Regions from separate parts of the Mus musculus genome. Here region 2 is linked to region 1. A link is a contact called in public HiChIP or PLAC-seq data. All regions are on one chromosome and are shown on one strand. Each heading gives the region's core, a stretch centred on a gene start, on an enhancer-like site or on the middle of the called end of the contact. The rest is flanking DNA. Distances are from core to core; before and after follow the strand shown.

The links. HiChIP or PLAC-seq counts read pairs in DNA pulled down with a chosen protein or histone mark.
Region 2: a contact with region 1 is called in an H3K4me3 HiChIP or PLAC-seq map of embryonic midbrain, with 5 times the contacts expected there. The contact joins the promoter of Agpat1 here to the promoter of Cyp4f17 in region 1. A contact is called at or near these places in 1 of 39 promoter capture datasets (liver) and 1 of 115 datasets of contacts at active chromatin or transcription factors (embryonic midbrain).

The regions. Positions count from the first base shown.
Region 1 is chr17:32,502,058-32,509,173 of GRCm38.p6, forward strand. Cyp4f17 (cytochrome P450, family 4, subfamily f, polypeptide 17) reads left to right here and starts at 4,427. Exons shown (of 13, transcript NM_001101445.2): 1 at 4,427-4,521; 2 at 4,837-5,035. The coding sequence starts at 4,838.
Region 2 is chr17:34,603,374-34,610,489 of GRCm38.p6, forward strand. It overlaps Agpat1 (1-acylglycerol-3-phosphate O-acyltransferase 1 (lysophosphatidic acid acyltransferase, alpha)), which reads left to right and starts at 2,488. Exons shown (of 7, transcript NM_001163379.1): 1 at 2,488-2,798; 2 at 7,072-7,116. The coding sequence starts at 7,081. It overlaps Rnf5 (ring finger protein 5), which reads right to left and starts at 188. Exons shown (of 6, transcript NM_019403.3): 1 at 1-188. The coding sequence starts at 100.

The sequences.
Region 1 (7,116 bases), core at 3,177-5,676:
TGTGACAAATACCCAATGAAGGCAACTTCTGGGAGGATGAGATATATACAGTTCAAGCGTACAGACCTTCATGGTGAGGAAGTTCTGGTATCTGAAGTCAGCACATAGGGAGAGGGATAAATGCTGCTTTTCATCTTGCTTCTTCCTTTTAATGCTTTTAATTAGCATGTATCAAACCTGCATAACAATGGCTTTCTTTTGGACATTTCATACACTTATAACACATTTTGACATAATCACCCTCTGTTACCTGCTGTTGGTATCTGCATGTCTCATTTATTCCCATGTCTAGCTCATTTCTTTTCAACTTTTATGTCTTTAAAGTTTACGTATTTCTTGGTGTAGCATGCACATGGCAGGCGAGCAGATGTCAGAAGACAACTCGCGGGAGTCAGTTCTTTCTACCACAGGGGCCCCAGGCAGTGAACTTGGCTCGTCAGTTTTGGCAGAAGGCACCTTTACCTGTAGAGCTGCTTTGCTAGCCTTTCACATCTTTGTGTGTGTGTTTAAATGAGTTTTATCATGGTTGCTTGCAGAGGCACTGGTGAGGGGCTATTTATAGAAGTATGTGCATATTACGATAGCTCGTGTACATTACCCATAGCTATGCCACTGAAGAAAAATGTCTTCCTCTCCCAGCAACCATTAACCAATAGATCACTAGGAAGGGGTGAAACATTGTGACTCTCTTCCGCCTAATGGGAGAATTTGGCAGGCCTAATTTTGGACAGGTCTTAGGCAGGTAATCATAGCTGCTGTGAATTCAAGAGTAGCCTTGGAGAAAGCATATCACAACGCTCCATTCCTGCCTCTTACAACTTTCTGGCCCTTCTTCCATAATGTTCTTCGAGCCTTGTGGGAGGTGGTATAAATGCCTAGTTTATGAGCATCCAACAGTCACATATTATTATAATCACTTTGACCAATTATGAACATCTGCAAATGCTATTAAAAAGAAGCTTCCCTGGCCAATGTTGAGAATAGCATTAACCTGAAGCATTAACCTGTAATGTCTAAATAAACATTAGAAAGCAGTTTGCTGGGCTGGGCATAGTACTGTATACTCTGTCCTGGTTAGTTTTATGACAACTTGATATAAGCTAGAGTCATGTGGGAAGAAGGACTCTCAATTGAGAAAATGTCCTCATCCAGATTGCCTGTAGGCAAATCTGTAGGGCATTTTCTTGATTAATAATTGATGTGGGAGGGTGCCACCCCTGACCCAGTTGCCCAGTGGCCCAGTGTTGTGTAAGTAAGCAGGCTGACCAAATCATGAAAATCAAGCCAGTAAGCAGTGTTCTTCCACGCCTTCTGCTTCAGTTCCTGTCATGACTTCATTCAGTGATGGATTATTACCAGGAAACGTAAGATGACATAAACCCTTTCCTTCCCAAGTTGCTTTTGGTCATGGTGTTTTATCATGACAATAGAAATCCCAACTAATACACCCCCAAGGATCTATGACCTCCATAGCCACAATTCCATAGGGTTTTGATGGGTTCAGCTTACATCATCAGACATGAATTCCTTCTCATGGAGTGGATTTCAAAACCAAAACAGAAAGAAGGTAGCTACCCCCATAACAGACTTGCCACTATTGCTCCAGTGCATATGCCTCGCCTACTCAGTTATTGATCTAGCACACTGTCTTAGTTGTTTTTCTGTTGCTCTGATAAAGCACGTGACCAAGGCTACTTGGTCAAAGGAAAAGGGGGAGTGGAAAGGTCAAGGAAAAACGTTTATTTTAAATTATAGTTCTAGAGGGTTAGAGTCCACAATGGCAAGAGAAGCATCGTGGAGTGTGGTAGACATGGTGGCTGGATCAGTAGCTGAGAGCTCATGTGTCAAACTGCAAGCACAAGGGAGAGAGAGAACAAGCTAGAAGCAGAGGAGCCTTTTAAAGTCCCAAAGACTGGCCCCAGTTATATATTTCCTTCAGCAAGGCTGCACAAAGCCTCCCCCAAAAGCACTACCAGCTGAGGGTCAAGTGTTCAAATGCTAATACTATGAGGGACACTTTTCATGCAAACCCCTACAATCCACTGAGTCCGCAGGTGAGTAGGACTGTTGAAGATTCTTCTCCATCATCCGAAGAGCAATTCCACCTGGATGAAGGTTACCCAGTGGGGAAAAAGCTTCCACTTTAGTTCTAACCTGAACTTCCTCTTTTTCATTTACCTTGGAACCCCAGAACAGAGAATGGTGCAGCCAACATTCAAGGCGAGTCTTCTATTCTCAGCTAAACCTTTCTGGAAGCCTTATAGACACACTCAGATGTCTGTTTCCATGGTAGTTAAGTCAAGGAGATTATCTAGGTTCACCATCACCATAACTAAGATACCCTTTGGGATGGTTAGTGTTACTTGCCAACTTGACAAAATCTAGAATCACCTAGGAGATGGGCCTTCGGCAGGCTTGTGGTCTGCTTCAGAGAAAGTTCCATAAGCTGCTGAGAAGCATGAGTATTCTGGTGTGTTTAGATGGAATGTTCTGCAAATGACTGTAAATTCCGTTTCATCAATGATGCCATTTAATTCAGATATTGTAAGAATGTAATGTTAGGCCCTGTGGTGTGGCCATGGTGGCAGTTCAGATCTTTGTGGGTTTGAGGCCAGGACTGATCTACAGAGCTAGTTCTAGGACAGTTGTTTGGTTTTGGACAAACCAAAACCAAAACCAAAACCAAACAACAACAACAACCCCCCCAAAACCTAAAACCATAGTCTCAACACACACACACACACACACACACACACACACAAAGAATGTAATGTTAGAATCCAGCTGCTGTTCAGACTGTAATACCTTATGGCCTGCCCCTTCTTCCCACAGATATCAACAGGCACCCCATGAGGACACTGCCTCTTAATCTAGATTGAACTGAGGTTGTCTGGCTTGTGTTGACTATGGTGGTAAGAGCTTTTTACCCACGGAAGCATCTCACCGGGTTATGAGTGACTTCTCTATTCTTTCTCACTAGTTTTCATTTGAAGATTCTTTTGTCAGATGATAGAACAGCAACACACTTGCTTGCTTGTGTTCTAGGTCCATTTCCTTGGCATACCCTTAAAAGTCTGTGAACTAACATTTTATTTATTTGTGTGTGTGTGTGTGTGTGTGTGTGTGTGTGTGTGTGTGGGCACACGTGCCTGTCATGCCATGGGTGTGGAGGCCAGAGGACAGTTTGCAGGAGTCAATTCTCTCCTTTCATCATGCTGGTCAGTTCTATGGAGCAGAGTGAAGCTGTTAGTCTTGGCTGCAGGTGCATTCACACTGAGCCATCTTCCTGTCCCCTGAGATAGCTTAGCGTCCTTTCACCCTGAGCTAGAATCTTATCTGCCTCTTGTAGTGAGATATTTCTTAGAAGCAGCAGATCCATGCTTGTGCCTTTATCTGGGGTGCAGTTGAGACTGAGAACACCCGAGTTATTGAAAGGTGTTTGTTGATTCCTGCAATTTTGTTGATTTTGTTTTCCTCCTTCTTCCTCTCTTGCTTTAATAATATTCTAGTGTGTTTTATTTATTTATTTATTTATTTCCTGGACTTTGTGGCCTGATTTCCCCCTCTTCAGCCTGAAGGATTCTATCAAGCATCTTCTGTAGAGCTGGCTCAGTGCTCATAAATGCCTTTGTTCTATTTTTACCGCTGATAGTTAAAAAAAATGTCCTTCTTTATGACAGACAGCTTTTCTGGATGCAGCAGTCTGGGTTGGCAGTTATAGATATCTTTTACGGCTTGAAGTCCGTCACTTGCGCATCCTTGGGCTTTTACCCTTTCAGTTGAATGAATAATAGTGTTATTCAGATGGGCCTGCCTTTGTATTGTGAATGGTGTTTTTCTCTTGGAGCTCTCAACGTGGTGCTGCTGACCCGGAGCCCACAACCCCCTCTCTCTTCTCGCCTGCCTGGATTTCCCCACGACTGGCGGCTCAGCTTGACCCCTCCCACCTACTTCCTAACTGAACTCTGGTCCCTCAGCTGGGAGTTTTAATCTTCAGAATCTCTTTTAGTCCGTTCCAGCACGGCCGGATTCTTTGTTTCTGGAAGTCTTGTCTCCACTCGGAACCTGGATTACTTGGAGGGAGAATTCTGCCAGGTTGTGCAGCTGGTAGGCAGAGGCTCGGATCCTTTCAGTCCGAACTGGAAAACACTGCCTGCTGCCCTCTAGCCTGCAGGTCCTCAGAGGACCTGCGGAGCCTAGTGAGAACGGGACAGATTGTAAACTTTGGGTCTCTAGACACCTTTGTCTTGGTTCAGATGGAAGGTGTTGAATCCTGAGGACCCTGCTTGCCTGGACATGTGACCCTGGATTGGCTCCAATTGCTTCGGGTTGGCCCCGCCCCCGCCCCGCCCCCGCCCCCGCCCCCCGCATTTTGATATTCTACCCAGGCTGGGAGGAGGGCTCTGGGCCACCGAGGGATTGGCTCAGTCCAGCTCATCGTCCTGCTCAGCCGGTAGCCAGGATCAAAAACATTTCCAGGGAAGAGCGGACGTTTCTGGGACGCATTACTCCTGAGAAAAGGTGCCGGACTTGGGACACACGGAAGGCCCCTACTGAACAGTGGAAGCTCTGTTACAGCTGGGGTGGCTCTGCAGGCAGGCCTGATTTCCCAGTTACTACGCTACATACCTGTGCTTCAGTCTAGGCCAACGCAGACTATAAACAGATCCTATCTGCCTCTCTCCTGCCTGATTCTCTGTCTCTCCGTAGCCCTGGGTGTCCCTTTTCCTTCCTGTGTTCTAGTCCTCTAAGTCACCATCTCTGTCCAGTGACCATGGAGGGCCACCTCTGTCTCCTGGGCCTCAGGATCTCACTTCTGGCCTATCTTTCTTGCAGGATGCTACAGCTGGGCCTGTCCTGGCTGGGACTGGGGCCTGGAGCTGCCTTCCCATGGCAACTTCTGCAGTTGGTTGGGGCCTCCTTGTTCCTGGCTCGAATTCTGACCTGGATTTGTGCCTTCTATGACAACTACTGCCGTCTCCGCTGCTTCCCCGAGCCCCCTTCGCGGCACTGGTTTTGGGGTCACATGAGCATGGTGAGTGTGGCAGCAGGTAGGTCTGGTGTGTCAGGAAAGGCTCTTAGGAACCTGGGAGTCGTGAGAGGGTGGAGAGGTGAGGGAGGGAGGCTGAGTGAGTCTCTATCTAGTCACATACCCGGCATATCTACTCCTGGCCTCTGTCTACACCACGTTTTGAGGCTTTTTTCTTTTTTGCCCTTTCTCGTTCCCAGCTAACTTCGGATCACATTCTGATAAGAACTCATGTTTTAAGATCTCTTTCTGTTGCTTGTTCAGTCCTGTTCTGTGTTGTTAGTGCCCCCCACCCCACCCCACCCCAGGATAGGTTGAGGGAGCAGAGCTCTCCCCCTCAATGTGCTATTTCACTTAACGTTGTTGGAGTTGAGCCTTTCTAGTGGAATAAATTGGGTATGCTCCTTTCTTAGCCCATCTCTGCTGGCCAGAGTCTCTTGAGGGACAGCGATGCTGAATGGCAGAAGTTGACATCCCTCCTCTCCAATTTTTAAAATTCTTTCTCTCTCTCTCTCTCTCTCTCTCTCTTTCTTTCTTTCCTTTCTTCCTTCCTTCTTCTTCTTTCTTTTTTTAAATGAGATTTATTATATATTGTATATAATATATAAAACATATAATATATTTTTATATATTTATTATATATTATATAATATATAAAATATATAATATATATATATTATATATTATATATATATTTTATATGTATGTATCTTGCCAACATTGGTGCTTGTGTACCATGTGTGTGCCTATTGCTCAAAGAGTTCAGAAGAAGGCATTGGATCTCCCAGAACTGGAGTTATAGGTGGCTGTGAGCTACCTTGTAGGTTTTAGAAATCAAAACCATGTCCTTTCCAAGATTAACAAGTGCCCTTAACCTCTGAACCATATCTCCAGCCCCACCAATTCCTCCCCTGTCTTATCTAACTCTTCCTCCTCAAAAATGTGTCAGAGGACTCCATTGTCTGAATTAGGTCAGAGTTGAGCACTCTGTTTTCCTCTGTGGTATTGAGGTGACACACTGACTGTCTTGTGCTCCCTAGAAAATGAAGGGTTCCACTACTAGGCCAGCCACTTTTCCTATTTTTCCAGAAGGCACCACTGTGGCCTCTCCTGTATGGCTACACATCCTGGAAAGACTTCTTACTCATATCCAGTGCCCTTTGCTTCAGACCTTCCTACGGCCAGAGCCACATTTGGCACTTCAGGGTCACCTATAAGGGTACCACCTCTAGTGGCCTGGATTCCCATGCCGCTTTCTCTCCACAGCCCTCTTTTCGTCCAGCTTCCCAGTTTGCCTTCTCTCCTGTCATATCTCCTTTTTTCTCTCCCAGTCCAGGAGCTTCCTTCCAGTTACTCTGTATTAGGCAGGGCTTTCCAGATTAATAGAACCATCTACATCATGCCATTTTGTTACTTGAATGGTGTGCAGCCAGTGGGCTGAGGAATTCAGTAGTCATGGCTCTCAGCATGTTGGTGAGGCTGGGGACCAGTAGCTACTCCAACCTCAGAGATGGATACCGCAGCTGTTCTAACCTGTTGCTGAAGGCCTGGAAGAATCATGGAGCATTTCTGATCTCCTATCAGAAGCTGAGTTCTGATGAAGAAGAAGCACACTCATTGTCAGGAAGTGAGGGCCCAGGGTTTGACCTCAGACTTCTTTATATCTTGGCTACCTGCTAGAAGGTGATGCCCATCGACAGCGAGGGTCTTCTCCTCTTTCCAAGAAACTTCCTCACCGGCTCACTCAGAGCAGTTTCTCTTAGTTAATTCCAGATCCTGCCAAGTTGACAGTGAAGACAAATCACCTGAAACCCACCTGTTGTCAACGTGACACTCATCTGTATCTCTTGTGTCATGCTGAATCACCAATGAAGATAATAATAGAGTTTCAACTCCACCTAAGATGATTTAAGTTATCACACAAAGACAACGCTTATATTTCCCCTGAATAGATGACAAAGCCACTTGAGGAATGCCGAACTACGGATGTTATTTCAACCAATGTTACATTACATGGTAAAGTGATAGGAGAAAAAGAAACCCAAATATCTGTGTTTGTGTACAAACATATCATTAGCAAAACAGAA
Region 2 (7,116 bases), core at 1,238-3,737, 2.1 Mb after region 1:
CTGTCTCCAGACATATATTACATTCGAAGGTCGCGCTCGCCCCGCCCCGCTCGCGATTTGGCCCTTCGGGGCCCCCGTCTTCTTCCTCCGCTGCTGCCATGGCAAGTTCTGCTTCGCCCCCACGTAGCCCTCAGTACCCCCAGGCACACACACATATACACTAACACAGGGCACACACACAGGCACACACACACTCACGCCCCAACAAAGCAGGTCCGCCTTCGGCCCAGGATCGTTGGGCAAACTTCAAGTTTTTCTCATCATTATTGGTCGAGGTACCTGCCAATCATATAGAATTCAAAGGACACGATTGATCCAAAGAGTGGGGGCGGAAAAAGGTGTGTGTGGGGCCCCTACCCTTGCACGATGATGATTGGCTGATAGGGCTTCAGTAACTATGCACTGCCGAGGGATTGGTCATAATGAGCTAGGCCTGTGTTGTCACTCAGCTAAAGAGGCTTTGATTCGTCAGTTCAGCTGCCAGTCATAACCAAAGCTCAGAAGGGATTGGCTCAGGCCTACAGAACTCGCCCACCATAAGCCTCTTTTTTTCCTTCTCTTCCTCTTTCTTAGAAGGTCCGGGTTCCTATTGGACTTTAGAGCGAATGGTTCCAAATCAAATGATTGGCTGGCATGACACGGAAGAATGAGCATGCGCAATAAGCGGGGGGGGGGGGCGTGGAATAGGCCAACCCAGACGAAGGCGGTGTCGACTCCAGTCCCGCCCCTTCACTCGCTCTCTCTCGTCACCATGGCAACCCCTCCGCTATTGGCGGGGCCTTAGGTTCAAAGGCCTCGACTCGGCCTTATCCGGGTCTTTCCGCCCGGACTCTCTCCGCTTGATTGGGCGGTTTACTCCGCCGCTGATTGGCCGAGATCTGGAGAGACGGTGCAGAGCTAAGGGGGGAGGGGGAAGGGCAGAAGTACCAGGGTCGCAGGGTTCAAGATGGCTCCGGCCTCCTTGGGTGACGTAGAGGGAAGACCTTGGGTCCGCCCCTCCCTCTCGGAGAAGCGGGGAGCAGAGCTGGGGTTAGCCCGACGCGTGGATGGTGCGGCCGTCGGTCTGTGGCGCCGGTGTTAACCCCACTCTCTCGGTTGGACGACTTAGCCTCTCTAGGTGATTCTCACAGCAGGACCGAGCCAAAGGCCCACCGTTGTAATGTGACACAGCAGACCACAGTGGACCCCCACTCCGTCCTAAACCTTACAAGCAGAAAAGGACTGGTTCCACCCTCTTGGGAGTGGGCGCCCAAAGGACAGAGGCCGACCCCTAGGTGACCCGCCGTAGAATGGGGTAGATCCGCCCCTTCCTTGTAGTTTGCCCTGCATAGATTTGGATCTTTTTCCTGGCTGGACGGCTGGCAGCTAGGGCCTTTCCAGCACTCAGTGACCCTCACTATGGCCCAAGGCCCAGAATTAGGTAACAGTCCTCGCATTCGCAAGGGCTCTTCACCAAGCCATGTAAATCACCCAGGGCAAAGGTGTCCATGGGCGGGAGACGAGAACACGCTAGCTAAGGATTATTCAATACCTTGATAAAGGACCTGTGTGACTGAGGAATAAAGAAAGGTGAGAAGCTGGGACTCTCTATAGGAGGAGGTACGGAGAAGCGAGGATCTGGAGTATTGAAGAGGTTTAGATGCAGAATAGGCGAATAGGAGGTAGGAACGATGGACTCGTCCAGAGTGTGAAGAGGGAAGTAGGGTTTGGCCAGTTAGATACGCGGCACATCCCACCATTTTATCACCCTTAGGAAGCAGTGTTTTATTGCTCGAATTCCATCGAAAGGACTTAGCTTCTTACAGGTCTCAGCTATAGCCTCAAACTCGGATACTCTTGCCCGAGGCTCTCATGTACTGCTGTTAACAAGCATACACCACCAAAAGCCAGCGGCCAGATCGTGTGTGTGTGTGTGGGGGGGGGGGGAGTGGTTGGCTCAGATTGGGTGAATGAAGAACTAGGAAAGTACTAAGTAGGAAAACAAGGTTGAAAGGGAGAGAAGGTCAGAGGGCTCCTTTATCTTTAAAGACTAAAGGTGGGTGGAGGAGATGGAGACCCGGGACAAAGGGCAAGTGGACAGAAAGCTGGAGAGCTATTCAGGGAAAGCCCGAGGCCTGAGCAGAAAAAGGTGAGCCTACTGCTTGAATTCAGAAGGTACTTCATAAACGTTTGTGATTGAATGGGAGACAGGAAAGGCAGGAGGAAGTGTTTGGGGATCCTAGAGTTACATAGCGCTGGGGTTCAAAGAAAGGCAACGGGTTCAGAGAGCGTGCGAGCGAAGCTAGACGGGGCAGAGGAATAGAGCAGCGAGGGAGCCGGGGTCACCGGTGCTGAAACCGGTGGCCCGAGCGATGAGGCTGACCGAGGCCGCGAGCGCCACTGAGCTCCCTGGGGCGGGGCCAGCGAGAGGCCCGGCAGGCATGGGGAGGAGATGCGGGTCTCTGAAGAGGCGATTGGCGAGGCCCGCTGCCCATCATAGACCCCCACTTCCTGGCCAGCCCCGGAAGTCAGCAGGCGCTGGGAGGGGTGGGGGAGATAGCGGCGGCAGTAGCCCCGACCCTCAGAGAGCCGGCAGGGAGGGAGGGAGGGTGTCGGGGGTACTGCCCCCCACCATTCCTACCGATATGGGCCCAGCTTCCCACTCCCACCACCCCTCCATCGGCCGGGGCTAGGACATCCCCAAATCCTGTCGCCCCCTTGGCACCGACACCGAGACAGAGATACAGCCAGCCGCCACCACCGTTGCCGCAGCCTGGCTGGGGAGGGGGCCCGTCCCCCAGGCTCCCCGCCCCATTGAGGTGTGGGCGGGAAGGGGGTGGGAGGCTGTGGGAGGAGGGGGCCGAGAGGCACGGGGATGGGGAGAGATGGGGCCGGGAGGGCCGGCTGGGGACAGGGTTGCTGGGGAGAGGGGCCTGAGCGGAAGAATGGGAGCGACGAAGGCTGGGAACAGGCTCCGAGGTTGGGGGCCTTGCTCAGAGTGCAGAGGCGGGCGAGAGGAGGGATGGGAACTCGGAATTTGGGACGGGGGTGTGGACAAGGGGACGAGTCTTGAAAAGGGGATTCCCTTCGGGTTTCCCAGCCCTTCTGCTGCTTTTTGGCCCCACATGACTTCTGGGTGGCGGTGAGAAGGCCAGGACTGCTTCCTAGGAATTGCTGTCAGGCACCCGCTAACCTCTCACACGGAAGCAGCACTGATCTGGAAGCGGCCTTCCACCCAGAGCCCCTCACTAGCACACGAGTGGCCTGTGGGAGGTCCGGCGCCTTGGATAGGATGCCCGGCTTCTGTGCAGCCCTGTGCTGTGCTTTCCATGGGCTGTAGAGAATGACGTTTAAAACCCCATCAGAATGGCTATCCGCTTTCACGCCCATTGCCCCAAGTTCAGTTTGTGACACGCTCCAGGGTCAAATCTGTGTGAGGACTTGGTATGTTTCACCTGTTGGGTGTTTCCGTGCGGCCTACCTGCCCTGGGGCTTCCCGTTTGCCTTAGCTTGGTCCCTCAGCCTCACAGGTGTTCAGTTCCAGAGGGTGCAGGGTTCTTCTGCCTGTGGGGTTCAGTGGTTCAGCCCTGTGACCACAGTAACCTGTTTAGTAGGTGTGGCTCTCACCAAAGATCTGCATGGTGTGACGACACATCGATGTGGCACAACGGTGGCATGTACTGGTTGCACCTGCCATTTATTTTGTAAATTCGTTGTCGGTGTGATTGATTGATTGTATGCTCATTAACCCATTTGCCATTCCAATGTGTTTATGGATCTTCAAACATTTCTGTCTAAAGACAATGCCTTCTTCAAACCAAGTGTTACACAAGTATTGTTAATTCTGCAAAGTATTTTTTGTTTTGTCTTGAGACAGAGTCTCAACGTAGTCCTTCCTGGCTAGCCTCAAGCTTGCCTGTCTTTGCCTTCTGAGTGCTGGTATGAAAAGTGTATGCCACCATGTCCAGCTAAGGATTCTTTTTCTTTTCTTCTTTTTTATCCCCCACCCCGGGGGCCTTGGCAGTTTCACATACCTTATGCTGGCCTCAGCTTGACATTTAGCCAAGGCTAGCCTGGTATTCCTTACATGCATGTGACACAACACCCATGTTCCAAAGAACCGTTCTTCCTTGGCTGACCACCTGACCTGTCTCTTCACATCTGTTTCTCTCCGTGGGCTGTATTTATATTCTGAGTCACATCTAATGCAAGTCTGTCCTGTGGCAAGCCTACAGTGCCCGTGTATATGGATGGACCACTCTCTGTGCCCCACTCTTTGCAGGGTTGGCACGTTTGATGACAAGTGTGGTGGCATGTTGGTTCCGTGGTGCATGCTGTGTGAGATGGCATCTTCGCGATGTGGCTTCCGTCACTGTGGCTTCCCTGTGGCCCTGTATATTTACAGTGGGTTGCTCTAAGTCTTCTTGCTGTCGTCAGTATTTGGGGCGGGGGAGGTGACCTTTTCTAGTTACTATACCTAAAGAAGGTAGCCATCGATGACGCTGAGAACACTTGCCCAGCACAGAAAATCTCGGCACTGCAGAAGCAAAATGAGAGGAAGCAGAAACAAGAACCGCGCTGCCTAGTGCTAGCTGAACAACTGTGGTGGTGTCTGTGGCCAAATAATCCCGTCACCAGGGTTTGCTGAGCATCCTCTGTACCTGCTTCTGGTGGGCACTGAAAATAAGGTAGAATCCCTGGCCTGAAGTCTCCTACAGTCTGAAGGAAGCTAGGCAGAAAAAAAACCAGTGAGCATTAACCCAAAGCGTGTTATCACCATCAGTACTTGGCAAGACCATCGAGCCTCATACTTACCTGGAAGGCACATTAACATACATGTTGGCCTGGTGCCAGGGTCACGCTGTGTGGGTGAGGCACACAAGTTTATATTTTTAGGCCTTGACAACCACTGATCATACCAGTGTGGTGGCACACACCTTTGGTCCCAGCACTCGGGAAGGGCAGGCAGGAGCATAGTTAACGACCAGTCTGGGGATATGCAAGGGCAATCGAGAAAATTTGTAATGAAAACGTGGGCCTGTTCAGGTCCCAAAAGGCATTGGGAAAGTGGTGCCGGCCTAGGTGAGGCAAGAGGAGGCAGGGCCTGCCAGCCAGAGAGAACAGCGTAGTCAAAGCGCAGAAGCATGGAGGTCTTGTGGCAAATCTAGGGACGTGAAGTAAATCATTTTGGAGACAGGGTCAAAGAAGTGCAAGTCAACTTTCCAAGAAAGGTCTTTTGGAGAGACAGATGCTCAGACTGAGGTGACAGCATCTCTGGCAGCCATGTGAGGAGGGATGGAAGGCACACTGCCCACAAGCAGCGTACAGCCCAGGGATCAAAGATGCTGGGCAGAGCAGTTAGAAAGCCCACTGTTTGGAGTTCTGGGGGGTAAGGGTGGGGGCAGGCTTTCCTCTGAAAGGAAGGAAGAGCCTTTGGCCTACATGGAGAGACAGGTATAGAACTGCCTTTTTATCACCTGTGAGGCTGCCTCCAGCAGTGGAGCAGAGGGGAGTAAAGAGGAAGGGCCCAGAAGGCAGGTTCTGCACGCTCTCCTGCACCTCTTCCTGCTCGAGCCTCTTCCTGCCCTGGCAGGCATTAAAAGTTCCTTGTACTGTTTCCTTGATATGACCTCTCACACAACCTGCCCGCCCTCACTGCCTCCATGAGGCTAGAAGGGAAGACGGGAAGGTTGGGTTTCTTTGCCTGTCTGTGGAAGCACCTTGGTATGTTGGGGATAGGGGCACAAAGTTCTCCACCTGGGGAGGAGAGAGTTTTCTAGATATGAGCTTACTGTATCTGTCACCAGGTTTGATAGTGTGTGTAACTATATTAGTCTCAGCATGCAGAGACTTTTGTATCTGTGACATGAGCCTCAGGTCTTGCCACTTGAACCACAGCGTTTGTCGGGCACTGTTTCCATGTCTGATTTTGTGTGTGTGTGTGTGTGTGTGTGTGTCCATGCAGTGACAGTATAGTAAGGTTCGGGAGCACAGGATGATGTGTGTTTGTGTGTGTTTGTGTGTGTGAGTATTAGTCTCTACATTTGGAGATTTTTGTATCTGTGACATGAGCCTCAGTTCTTGCCACTTGAACTACAGCGTTTGTTGGGCACTGTTCCCATGTCTGCTGCGTGTGTGTGCTCATGTGTGTGTGTGTGTGTGTGTGTGTGTGTGCTCATGTGTGTGTGTGCTCATGTGTGTGTGTGTGTGTGCTCATGTGTGTGTGTCCGTGCAGTGACAGTGTAGTCGGGTTTGGGAGCACAGGAGGATTAGGTTTGTTCGAGGAGCTGCTGCCTAGGAGCTCAGTAGCCTGAGGTGAAGCTCTTTCCTGGAGCCATTTCTTGTGAAACCAATGGTGCAGGTTGTAAACGACTGTGTGGGCCATACATAGAGTTTAACATGCCACATAGACCAGCGCTGTCCACCAGACACCAAATGGAGCTGCCCTTGGTTAGTTTTCAACTTTTGATAACCACAGAATAAAAGGCAAAAAGAAACAGTGAAGTTCATTTTATTAGTCTCTTTAACCGAAGCCAGTAGAACCAGAAGGAATGGGTAAAAGATTAGGTCAGGTGGTAGAACTCTTACCTCGCATGCGCAGGGCCCCGCACTGGGAGGTGGGGCGAGTGTTATGGGATGGTTTACTGGCCTGTTTTTCACCCAGAGTCCTCACGAGTCTGGTGTGCATTTAACAAACTCAGTCCCTCTCCATTGGAAGTGAGCGGTACATGTATAGACTATCTGTTCAGAGCACGTTGTGGTGCCCCATACCTGTCCCCTCAGCGTGTAGGAGACAGAGGAGTGTCGGTCGCTATGAATTAGAAGCCAGCCTGGGCTACAGAGTTCCAGGTCCACTTGCCTCAAAAACCATAGTGCTTCCCAGCCACCGTGTTAGCCACCAGCATCGCTCGCTGCTGTCCCCCTTCACTTACCTGAGAATGTGTGCATTTGGGGCTCTTGTCTGTCTGCATCTAAGAGTCCTGGGGCGGCTGAGAGGAGCTGTCTGACTGGATTCCTCCCCATTCTGGATCCCTGGAACATCTTTGAGCCTTGCCCACTGTGCCTGGTTAACGTGGTTCCTCCCGTCCACAGGTGACCAGAATGGAGCTGTGGCCCGGGGCCTGGACGGCGCTGCTG